Linked DNA regions of Sus scrofa: region 1 is linked to region 2. The links are chromatin contacts, called in public Hi-C maps. All regions are on one chromosome and are shown on one strand. The core of a region is the stretch at or near the end of the contact, and the rest is flanking DNA. Distances in the headings are between cores, read along the strand shown. Region 1 has its middle 80 kb from the start of LRRC30. Region 2 holds the start of PTPRM (receptor-type tyrosine-protein phosphatase mu).

Region 1 (6,022 bases), core at 1,352-3,851, 120 kb before region 2:
CTGGCCCGGGGCAGGAAAAAGATGGCCTTCTTTGATAGGAGTGCTGCTAAATTGTTTGCAACAATAGATTAGAGTCTTGGTAAAGGCATTATCTGAACTCAACTGTTTTGTCGCGTTCTGTAAAAGGTTGTGATGTAATCTCGATCTGATTAGCGTGGAACTGAGGTAAGCTGTGGATGAAGCAATGGCTTTTCTGAAACACCAAAATCACAGCAGACTTGCCTGTGGCCTTGGCAGATATGCCCTAGGATTTCTGAACCCGCTCGGGGCAAAGGGCACAAGAATATACTCAGAAGAGAGGGATCAAATCTCTTTGGTGGTCTGACTCCATCCCCACACATCCATGCAAAGGCTCCTGGTGCTCAAATAGCCTGAGAGGGTTGGAGAGAGAAACACACCACCTGCTGAGGGACACAAATGTGGGTGTGAGATGCTGAGCCCAGGATTCGGGGCTCTCCATCCTTTTTCCGGATGGGGAGAGAAGGAGGTGAGGTGTCCTGCTGGGAAGCCACCCGGTTTCTCTGGGCACCACTGGGTCCCCGGCCCACTTCTTCTGATGCCAAGACAGGGCTCAGGGCAAAGGAGGCTGAGCAACTGGGGCCCCTGGAAGCTGGCGTGTCCCCAGGGTGGAGGTGGTTGGGGGGTAGGGGGGCTCACAAGTCACTTCTCCCCTGTTGCCTCATCTGTAAACCCCATCTATTATCGAGAGGCAGCCAGTCACTGGGATGGAGACACTACCACAGACACATTTGGAAAAACCATCCCCCACAGTGTTGCAAACTGTCATCTTTCCAAACCTACCTGCTTTGCTTTGCGCATTCATTGCAGACTCTTTGCAAATAATCGCTATTCTCTCTTCGAGTTTTCTTGAAATACACAACCCTCCAGGGTCTAATTCTCTTTTTCCTTCTTTCGATGGAGACATAGAACAATAAAGATCCCACTTTCCTTTTAACATACTGTGAAAAAAAATGACAGAACAAAAGTATGATGACAAACGGCAGCTGACACTCTGGTGGGGAGAGTCTAGGGAGCAGTGGGGACTGTGGTGAGTAGGGTGACAGGCCACCCCTCAGAGCACCTGGCGCTTGGCTGTGGCTGATTCTCAGCATGTGAGAAAGACTGTTGATTATACTGCCTCTAATTTACTGAAAAATATTTCAGTGCATTGCGTAGGATACACACGTGTGTGCGGTTTCATTTTAATCTGCGCCCTCCATGCAGTTAACATCCTTCAAATTAGAGATCTCTGCTCCAGGGGTGGTTAGTTACTGTTTGAAAGACCTCAATCAAAGCTCTACATTCCAGATGCAAACCCTTCAAATATTGCTCTCTGGATCTGCAGGAAATGGTTCCATAATGGTCCAAAAAAAGGAGACTCTGTCTTCTGGAGTCACTGGTTTACGCCTACTGTTCAGGCACCGTGGGGCCCCATGTGTGTGTTCATCTGGCCTCTGCGACACCAGCATCCTCTCAGAGTCCCTGAGATCAGGGATCCCATTTGAATGACCAGATCCCCTGTGTTCACATTCAGCCTACAAAAAGGAGCAACCCTTGTGCTTTTCACAGATGCAGGCTTTCCTTTCCCTGATTGATGTATGTCTCTTTGCCTTAGTGAAGAGGATCTCCCAGACCTTCTTGTGGAGCTGAGGGGTGGATGGATGTGCAGGTCACACAGGATAAGTCCAGTTCCAGATTCCTATCTTCATGCATCTTTGGATACCCTCCTCTACTTTATGTGCAAAATCTCCCAATTTGTGAGTGTTACCAAGCGAATTGGGTCAGTGTTGTTGGCCAAATGAATCCACATCTGTGTGACGTTGGGCAGTTTCTTAACCTCTCTGTGCCTCTGCTTCCTTAACCATCAAAGGGGGAATAATAATAATACCTCACATGGCTGTTTTGGGCAAAAATGAGTATATGTTGAACCCTTAACAGGGACTGGGTACATAATAAGCATAATATGTGTTGACAATTTAAAAATAAATAAGTAGGAGTTGCTGCCGTGGCTCAGAGATTAACGAATCTGACTAGGAACCATGAGGTTTCGGGTTCGATCCCTGGCCTTGCTCAGTGGGTTAGGGATCCAGCGTTGCCATGAGCTGTGGTATAAGTCACAGATGCGGCCCAGATCCTGCGTTGTTGTGACTCTGGTATAGGCCAGTGGCTACAGCTCCGATTCGACCCCTAGACTGGGAACCTCCATATGCCCTGGGTGTGGCCCTAGGAAAGACAAAAAGCCAAAACAAATAAAAAAATAAAAATCAATAAGTAAATTTCTGCCAGTCAAACGTCCAGGAGCTGCTTGCTTTTGACCTGTCTTCATTTTTCATGTGGCCCCTTTGATCTGTCCTCTTAGCCTCTTTGGAGGGGGCAGACATAAGACTCGTAATAAAAAGTACAGTAAGGAAGCCACTTTACCAATGAGCTGGACCTGTGTACACCCGGGAAGAAATCCTCAGAGCTCGCAACTTGACCACCTTCTCTTCCCTCCTGCTCTTCTGTTGTCACCAGGCTAAAGGCAAAGGTACGTACTGCTGTCGCCAGACACTCTGACTTGATTCAGTCCAGATCTGGACCTGGGGTGGGTGTCAACAAAAGTGTTGACTTATCTGGACACAGTAAACACAGACACTCATGCAAGCTTAAGTGCCAGATGCCTCATCCGGAAGCCAGCTTTCCCTGGCAGAAGTGTTGGCCCAGCACTTTGGCATGAAAGCACCAGGAATCAGCCTAGTCATTTCTCATTGAGCCTGGCCTAGTGCTCAAATCTTGAAGAGCTAGTTGAAGCTTGTAATCTTTCCCTCATCAGTCATACTTGGTACCTTTAGGGGAGATGGCTCTGAGCTGGAGCACAGAACAATGGCTTCTTTTGGAAACAGTTGGAGGTGGGTTTTGAGGACGTTGTGCTAAAGGTGCTTATGGACATCAGCAGAGGTGAGTTTAGGCCACCAGTTGTGTGGCCCTATTGCTTTTCCTTTGGTCTCTGAGAAGGGAAGGAAGGTCAGAGGCCAGGAGGGGGCGGGAAGAGAAAGAGGACAGGGTGTGTTGGCTGCTTGGCATGGGTGAGGAAGGAATTGTTAGAGGAGGCAGGACATCCTTGAACGTGACTGTGGCTCAGGAGGACGTGGAGGCAGCAGGATGCCTTCAGCCCTCAGGGGTTGTCATCTAGGGAGTCTCCAGCCTGAGGTGGCCGCCCTGCACGGGATGCGTGCTCAACACCGCACCTTCATGGCTCTTAGTGGATGCAGGTGCAGACTCAGCCCTGCGGCTCCCTCCAGTGGAGGGGGGCTGGGCTCCCCATCCTTTCTAGTAATTTTTACCACCGCAGACAGGGACAATTACCTTCCCCAACCAATAGGAAAGCGCGTTCAATGTTAGAGGGGATGCTTGCTCTGGAGCTTAAAACTCACTCCCTCTAAACCCTCACCAGGGCGTCCAGGGGAAAGACAGACCCCTCGCCATCCACCAGATGAGTTTATTGCAGGGGAAAGATAAAGCCTAGGCCTATCTCCTCAAGAGCTCAGATTCTTAAGGAGAATTGCAATTCCCTTAACATTCAGATCCCACATCACCACATCCATAAACCGAATCGAAAACCAGGAGAAATGACAATAAAAAGAAGATATTTATGGAGGCAGTGTAGGAGAGGGGATAGTAAAGAGACTCTTCTCCTGTCCTCAGCCCCTGAATTCTGTGGTCCTGAATGACTGGCAACCTTCTATCCTCGTAAACACCAAGCAACGCAGCACGCAGCCTAGGGGTCCTTATGGAAAGATGCAACAATGGCCAGCCTGCGTACGCAACGTTGGGACAGAAGATGAAAGTTGTGTTTTGCTTTTCTTCTTCTAAAGCAGAAAGTTTCCCAGTGTTTATGGAAAAATCACCATCTCTTTGTGTGTTTTAAAGTTTTGATTGAATGAATGAGCAAAATATCAGAGCGGCTCACGGGGGAGTCTCGGAGCTGTCGGGGCAGCCAGGTGCCCTCTGAAGGACATGGGAAATTAGAGGCGTGGTGGTGTAGGAGTTGCTGGATGAGCAGCAACAGTTTCTGAACAAAAACCTGGATAAGAGTGTACGGCAGAGAATAATAGAGCTCGGGCAGACGTGGGGGAGACATAATAACAACGCTTTCTGTTCAGATCCCACCTTTTGTTCTCAATTTCAAAGCCCTGCACACCTACGTTAAATCCCCACCACACGCCGGGGGTCAACAGGCTCACCCCATTTCACAGATGGGCAGAGAGGCTCAGCGAGGGGCGCGAGCGGCCCCGCCCGCGGGAGAGCTATACATAGAGCCGTTTTTTTTTTTCCCACCCAGGCTGCTTCTCTGCATCTGAGTCAGAGACTGAGCCAGAAGCCCAGACTGGAACAGAAGCAATGTCAGCTCAGCTTTTCCTCAAAGGCATCAGGCTAATCCCCGGCCACCAGGCTGTGGAGGTGTCGCTAGAGGAAGACATGGCAGAAGCAGAGCTCCCATCTGCTCTTCGTGGACACAATATCTCGGCTAGATGTTTGCAGAGCAAAGTTTATCCAGGCCGCTGGCTGGATGCTCCTTTCGCAGAGGCGCAGGGGCTCTGCGCTGCTTGTGTTCTGGCCTACAGCTCTCCCAGCTCTGGTGACAATGGAGGAGAAGCCCTTCTCCTGGTTTCTGGGTATTCATGGCTTAGAATTGTGGAGGGGATACAGACACACAGAGAGGGCCCTCGTCTTTATTTTTTTAATTGAAAAAATTTTAATTTATGTATTTTTGGCCTCACCCATGTGGAAGTTCCCGGACCAGGGATCAAACCGGCACCACAGAGGTGACCAGACCCACTACAGTGACAACACTGGATCCCTCAATCAGCTGCACCACCAGGGAAGTCCAGGACTCCCATTTTTTAAAAAATGCTTTTCTTTTTACGGCCACACCTGTGGCATATGGAAGTTTCCAGTTTCCAGACTAGCTGTCCAATCAGAGCTGCAACTGAGGCCTACACTGTAGCTTGTGGTAACACCAGATCCTTAACCCATGGATAGAGGCCAGGGGTTGAATCCATATCCTCACAGAGATGTTGGGTTCTTAAGCTGCTGAGCCTCGAGGGAAATCCAAGATCCTCATCTTAAATCCTGGACCAACACCAGTGCAGTTGGTAATTTGCCTCCGTAGAACTTTCTGGGGGAAGGTTCCATTTAAAAAGGATGCAGTGTTTTCCCATGAGGCTGATGAAACTGACTTCCTTCGATGGTAGGATGCCTGCAAATTTGAAAACAGGAAAGAGTTTTGCTTTGCTGCAATTCATATTTTGGTTAAGTTGGATTCCAAGAGGAAAAATCTATTTTGTTATTTTCCAGCCCCGAGAAGGGGGAAAAAGCTGAGGGGGTAGCAAAATATGGAGAAGAATGCAATCATCAGAGAGAGCCGGGGTTCCCAGTCTTGGCTAGCTCTCATTTCCCAAAAAATCTTTAACTCTCTGCTTGATAAACCCAGAGTCTGAAGCAGTCTCTGAATTTGTCACTGTCAGTTTGTGTGGCATGTGAAGGGAAACCAAAACCATAGTTTGGCTTCAGGCAGGAATACCTGGGCCGCTTGAAGCGCCATAGGAATGGTTTGGAAGCCCTGGGAGGAGTTGGGCTGCCCTCCACTGGGACACTGGAGGCTGTTTCGGCTGTGTTTTTTCCTCTTTCCTGTTTGTTTTCTAAGCAGAGGGGTCAAACGTAGAGCAGCAAAGCGGACAGAACCCATGTCTGGATTTTTTTTTTTTTTTTTTTGGTTGCACTTCCTGCTTTTCTCTCCCCTTCTTCCTTTTGTCCATTTCCCTCTTACTCTCTGTAAATTTTGCTCCCCTCCCACCTTTCCCTCATTTCTATCCTCAGGGGCTTGCTTTCTTCCTCAATTTACTAACATGGTACATCTCTGTTCTGCTCTAGACTGACTAGCCAGCAGTAAATAAACAGGGAAGAAAAGGCAGACAAGAAAGGGCAAAGGAGTTTCCTCAGCAGGTGTCTGGAGCTCCATCCTGCTCCAGAAACCGGGAGC
Region 2 (6,154 bases), core at 1,321-3,820:
TCTTAAACAATTTTTAAAAGCCAAAAAATAATTTAAAAAATAGATTTTAAAAATCTCCCCTGCTGAAAAAAAAAATTTGAAAAGAAATGTCTCATTGGGAGGATTTCTACAGCATCCTTTTCTTAGAAGAAGTCCAGTCCTTTTATTTTGAATAGAGGCCTTCCATTTGGGCTCAAGGCTGCTTTGGCCAGTTACCTGTAAGAGAGAGTAAATAAACAGTAGCTGTCAGAACTGCAAGGGAAGGAGCTGCTGGCAAAAACCCATCACTGTTTGCAATGTGGATTGCAGACTAATAAGGGTAGAGTCAGCTTAAGGCTGCAATGTTTAGAGAACAGAGATAATGGAAATTCATTGGCCCTCCTGCTGAGCTGTAAGTAACTGGAGGAAGGGACATGGTGTCCTGAGGTTACCAGGGTAGCAGGAGTGGGCGGGTGTCTGAGCCGGGGCTCTCTCCCCATTGGCCTGCAGGGACATCCATCTGTGCAGCTGCCTCCCGCACCCCCATCAGCCACCTTACCACATCCTTGCCAGGGTGGCCCAGCTCTAAGGCTGTTCCACACTTTCTTCAAGGGGTCCCTAGAGGAGTGAGTCCCAGGTGTCCACATGCAACTTGAGCATTCATACACCTTATGTTGACCCCCCCCACCCCCACTTTCCTATTCCTCTTCCACTGCTTCCTGGGATTACTTTCCCAATAAAACCTAAACCTACTTACACTTCAATCCTCCCCTTCAGGCTTGTTCCTGGGGGAGGCCAGTATAAGAAAATCTTCAGCCCAGAGCCTAGTGCCTGGCATATACATGGCCATCATAGGTACTTGCTGAAAAATTCACGTACTTTGCAAGTGAAATCCTATGCTATCTTGAACTTCTTCGCCCAACTTAAAAAACTTAGAAGAAAAAATGGCTAGATTGACTTTTCTCTCTTTATCTGAATCCCCTAGGGCCTCCTAACAGAAAAGCTCCATTGGAAAGCACATTACCACGCAAAACGATGCAGGACCTCAGCACAAGGCAAGTTCATGCTGCAGACCCTCATTGCCTGTCTTTGAAGGTATGGGAGTGCCCTGCCTCTCCCTTCTTCAAATGTTCATTTTGCAATAAGGCTCAACAGGTACATATTTGAGAGAAGCAGCAGGACGGTGTAAGGTCCTAGTACTAAGAAGTAAACTATTAATATAGAACCTTTTAAAGAGCACTTCTGAAAAGGATCTAAGAAGTGGAATTCCAGCAGAAAGAGGAGCTGTTGGTTGGAGCACCAAAAGCAAAAATCCTCCAGTCCCGCAGTTTTCCCCCGGGGAGGTGACAGCTATGACCTATCCTTAGTTACAGCTTGTTGGTTCTAGGGTCAACTGGAGACAGGGTCTAGGTGAGCGTGGGATCAGTATACTTTCTGGGTCTTTGTAAGCTCCAGGTGAGAGCAGCACAGAAGGGCCCCGGACACACCTGCGTCCCCCCTCTGGCTGGTACACCCGTCCTACTCACGGGTCCTTACTCGGCTTCTAATTTAACCTCTTCCCAGGCCTTCCATTGCGTTCAGTCAGCTAGGCCTAGCGTCTACAGCTGCTCAGAGCTGGCTCGACGTGCGTATTCCCCGGGAGATAGAAAGATCACTCCACCCCTTTTTATTTGTTTATTTGCAATTTCACAAAGAGAACCTTTTTACCGAAGCATTGGAAGACTGTTTTAGTCACTTAATGAAGTAGGCATTCCAGACCCAAACGGTAAATTACACACTTCAAGATATTTGATTCATTACCCACCCCTCCTCCTCTCGCATTTCCCAACACTTAGTACCAGATACACAAATCACAGGTTACGTAGGTCCAAACTCTCGTTCCGCTGTGACCGCCACCTTCCGTGTATCGCCCGCGGCTCGCTGGGGCCCAACCGGGACGGCGGGGGCGCAATGAAGCCGCAGAGCGCTTCCTGCTCCGCCGGGTGCAGGGCTCCTGGGGCAGGAGCGCGAGTGGTCCAGTCGGGAGGCTGGCGCGCTGCTGGGTCTCGGTGCCCGAGGCCGCCGCTCCCTCCTCTGGCGTCCGCCAACTTCTCTGCACCCGCCGCGCGGAGAAGCTCGCAGCCCCTCGCAGCCTCCCGATCTACCGGCTCGCCCTGCCCAAAGCCGCGGGGGAGAGCGGCTTTGCGACTGCCGGCCCCGCTGCGGACACTGCCATCCGGCGCCGGGATTGGAGCCGCCTCGTCCGCCCGCGGGGCCGCAAGGCCGCCGTCCCGCCAGCCTCGTTCGCCAACTCCTGGCGGCCTGTGACCCGGGACAAACTTCTGGCCGCCGCGCGGCCCCTGCGCGGTCACCCTCCCGGAAGCCGGCCTCGAAACCCAAGCCGCGGCGGGGCGGGACGCGAGCGGGAGGGAGCACGAGGCACCTCCCGGCAGCCGCTCTCCGCGCGGTGACACCGCCCCCGCGGCCGCCCCCCGCCCGGCTCCCCCCGAGGCGCCGCTGCCTCTCAGCGCCGGGCGCGGACCCGTAGGGCCGGCGGGGCCGGGCGCTCACGCCCTCTAGCGGGCCGCGGCAGCGCGGGCGGCCGTGACGTGGGCGCTCCCTTCAGCCGGCCTGCGGGGCACTGCCAGTCAGTCGGGGAGCAGGAGCCCCGCGCGCAGCCGGCGCGGGCTCGGCCATTGGCGCGCCGCCGCCCGGGGGCTGGCTCGGCTGCTGGCTGAGAGGCGGCGGGCGGGACAAGCGCGGCCGCGGCCCCGGCCACCGCGGCGCCGGCGGCTCGGGTCCCTACCCGGGGAAGGAGAGCGGCGGCGGGTGCAGCAGCCGGCACGGAGGGCGGATTTTGGCTCCGCGGGCGCGCCCTCCGCTCCCTCTTGCAGCCGCTCCAGCTCCGAGCGGGGCTGGCGACTGGGTGGGAGGATCCAGGACCTCGGCCCCGGCCCCGGGAGCCCCCGGAGTTGAGACTTCTGCAAGTGTTGGCACTTTGCGGGTCTGGCTCTGGTTTTGGGTGTTCACCCTGCTCTCCTCGCCGCCTTGGAAGGAAAGCTCCCGGCCGCCCTCGGACCTCGCGCCCACCCAGCGCCGCCGGGGAGCGGCCCGGCGTGCGCTCAGCACCATGAGCAGACTTGGGACTTGGCTGGTGACTTTGTACGGACTTTTGCTAACTGCGGCGGGGGATACGTTTTCAGGTAAGAGGGGCCGCACTCGCTGTGGCCTGGGGCGTGCGGGCCGGAAGGGGCCCGGGACGCATGCAGCTCCCGGGTGGGAGAGCACTAGCGGCGGACCGCGGGTCCAGACTGGGGAGCGGCGGCTCCGGCACTGCGTGTGCCAGTTCCCTGCCCCGGCGCGAGACCAGCGGGGAGGGAGGGCACCTCGCGCTCGGGCGGACAGAGCGGACGAGCCCGGGGCGCTGACTCCGGAGCCCGGCCCCAGGTCGGCCCCCGCCCCTTGGCGGCCTGGGTGCGTGTCGGCGCCACTCGGAGCCCTCCGCCGGCTCTGAGAGCAACAGCAGAAAACTTTGCCTGAAGTTGGGAGCTGCAGCCGCCGGCCGCCTGGCGTGGTCGCTGCGCGGTCCTTCCCACCCGGAGCGGCGGCCAGCCGGATCTCCGTGCCTGCTGCGCCCGCGCGATTGCTTCGGAGAGACTCTGGCGGCGGCGGTGGCGATCGCCGGTTTTCTTTGCCGTCCAGCCGCCGCCCGGCCAGAAGCTTGCCATGACCCCGGCTCGCCGCGGTGGTCGCGCCGCAGATCGAGAGAACCAAGGCAGTGTCCTCATCGGTCCCGGAGGGAGGACCTGTGGTCCGGACGGAGTGGCTGGTTGCCCGGGCCCCGGGCCGCTGCGGTTGTGTGCGGGTCAGGCTCCCTTCGGCCCCGGGGAGCTCCCGAACGGGGGCAGTGGTCAGCCAGCCCCGCCACCCGCCGCCTCGGGCTGGCAGGAAAGTGGCCGGCGGCGAGGTGCCTGCTGCGCCCGGGCGATCGGAGCCTGCAGAGCTCCTGGGACTAGGACGCGTGATCGGGAGTCGCGGGTCAGGCCAGGCTCGAGCCCTGCACGGCGTTACCGGGAGCACACACGCGGATAGACAGCCAGCGCTTGCACACGTGCACAGTTTCCCGTGTGTGTCAGTTTTCACGGAATGGTGGCCCTGGGCTTGTTTTTCTTCTAATAAAAAGCCTGCTATTAGTCCTTCAACTTGGGTTGCAAAATAGGTTTGTTTCTCTGTTTATTCGGGAGGAATGAGTAAGTTGAACTTTTTAAAATTTGATGGAGACTTTCACTGACAGTAAAAACGCATATTTAAAAGCATTGGAGACGTTTGGCGTTTGGCTGTGAGACCTGTGGAAACTTAACATCTTTACTTTCCCGAGCTCTGGACACACAGGCGGGGAGGCCGTGCCCCTGGCTTTGCTGAGCCGCGAGACCCTTGACCACAGTTGGCCACCACCAGGAAGCTTAGCGGGGAGTTGGCTCCTGGCTCTGTGCTGTCAGCTTCAGTAGAGAAATAACCCTTCTCCTAAGTTTAGTATGTCCTTAAGTGTCTGGTAATTGCACGTGCTCCAGAGGATTTAACAAAATGACCCACTGCTGTCTGCTGTAAAATTGATGCAAATTTTGGCCTGCGTTCTTTCTTATTAGTGAATTATAGAGTAGACTTGCCAGTTTCAGAGCCTTGAAACTCCTTAGTGTGAGAAGCCAAGGATGAGGGCCTTTGTGATGGTTTTCTCTTTATTAAGATCTATAGCTCCCTGGCTGGGATTTGTTTCAAGTTAAGCTGTGTCAGAAAGCATTTGGATGGATTTTCAAGTTGTAGGCAAGGGGGTGGGAACAAATATTTATGTAGCTTATTTAAATGATCGGTTTCTCATCTTTTTTTCTTTTTTTGGTTTTTTTTTTAGGGCCGCACCTGCGGCATATGGAAGTTTCCAGGCTAGGGGTTGAATAGGAGCTGCAGCTGCCAGCCTATGCCACAGACATAGCAAATCCCAGCTTGGAGTCTGCAGCCTACAAGGCAGCTCACTGCAATGCCTGATCTTTAACCCACTGCATGAGGCCAGGGATCGAATCTGTGTCCTCATGGATACTGGTCAGGTTCCCTGCTTGCTGAGCCACAACAGGAGCTCTGGTTTCTCATCATTAAAAGAGATTTCAGCCTAGATAGTACTGACTTGAGTCCTTGTTAAGTCTTACTTAAATCATTAGTCAAACCCAAAGAGATTTTTTTTTAACCAAAATTTAGTCAGACTTTTCTTTCAGAGGAAATTTATCATTCTACTTGTTTGTTATCATACCACGACTGAGCCGTCTTTTTATTTGGAAAGCCAGAGGATTAAGAGGAAATAAAGGATGGTATCCCAGAGAGCGTGCTTAGAAAAGGCGAAATTAAAAAAGGGGGGGGGCTTAGCAAATTTTGTGTATACAAGGATCAGAGAAGTTGCAGTGCATTATTGCTTTTGCCCTCCACTTGGTGTTTCAGGTAGTACATGTGGGAGGCACTTCATGCTTTGGAAAAATCTTTTGTGTGTGTGTGTTGGGAAAGTCAGTTCTGATGTTATGAACGACACTGACACTTATTTCTCTGTATGATTCTTCTGGAAATCGAAACACTTGGCTCCTTGTGGTGGGGATGCTTTTGGAGACAGGAACTAGATTGTAAGCTGCCTGAGGGCAAAGTCTTTTTTTTTTTTTTTTTTCCTTCTTGATTCCCATAAACACTCATTTGGCATAGAGCTCTAGACTTAACAGACAATCATGTTGGTTGAATAAATGACTAATGTGAAATCAGATCATTTGCAAACCTTAAAATTGTGTGTGAACTACCTGACACAAAAGGGAGGGAGAGGAGAAACCCTTAGACCTTAAACTGGCTGGTATTGACCCTTTTTTTGAAATTAACGTTTCATCACTGATTCTTCTTAGGCCACCCAATGGACTGAATCCGAAGGTTTTATGTAATCAGTGGAGGTTTCTTTGTGTAACTAAGATTTACACACAAGATACTTTGCTCTCCCCCCTCTGCATCTCTTATCCTCTTTGGGAATAGGTTGGGAATGGATGTCAGTGTTGATTAATCATTTCTACAGGGTATTACATGTAATTTGGATGCCAGATATCAGAAATAGAGTGCTAAACAGATTGGAAGGAAAAAAGAAAAGAATTAGTTTTTTTTTTTTTTTTTTTTTTTTTTTTGTCCAGGAGAACTTTTATTT

The links. A called contact is a pair of places that touch in the nucleus more often than the background predicts.
Region 1: a Hi-C map of liver shows a contact between it and region 2, with 4 times the contacts expected there. The contact joins the enhancer-like site here to the promoter of PTPRM in region 2. A contact is called at or near these places in 1 of 5 promoter capture datasets (liver), 10 of 47 Hi-C or Micro-C datasets (alveolar macrophages, fetal heart ventricle, heart right ventricle and 4 more) and 1 of 2 datasets of contacts at active chromatin or transcription factors (skeletal muscle).

Annotation. Positions count from the first base shown.
Region 1 is chr6:100,209,215-100,215,236 of Sscrofa11.1, reverse strand. No RefSeq gene overlaps it. Among named protein-coding and RNA genes, the nearest start is that of LRRC30, 80 kb to the left of the region's middle. Within about 2 kb of position 2,601, at least 1 of the 83 cell types and tissues checked has an H3K27ac peak or open chromatin away from gene starts, as enhancers often do. A contact at or near this core is called in liver, where this site is marked.
Region 2 is chr6:100,089,382-100,095,535 of Sscrofa11.1, reverse strand. PTPRM (receptor-type tyrosine-protein phosphatase mu) reads left to right here and starts at 2,570. Exons shown (of 36, transcript XM_021097712.1): 1 at 2,570-3,140. The coding sequence starts at 3,068. It overlaps LOC106510670, which reads right to left and starts at 3,069. Exons shown (of 4, transcript XM_021097607.1): 1 at 2,811-3,069; 2 at 2,569-2,739; 3 at 1,804-2,503; 4 at 1-195. The coding sequence starts at 3,069. The coding sequence ends at 1,809.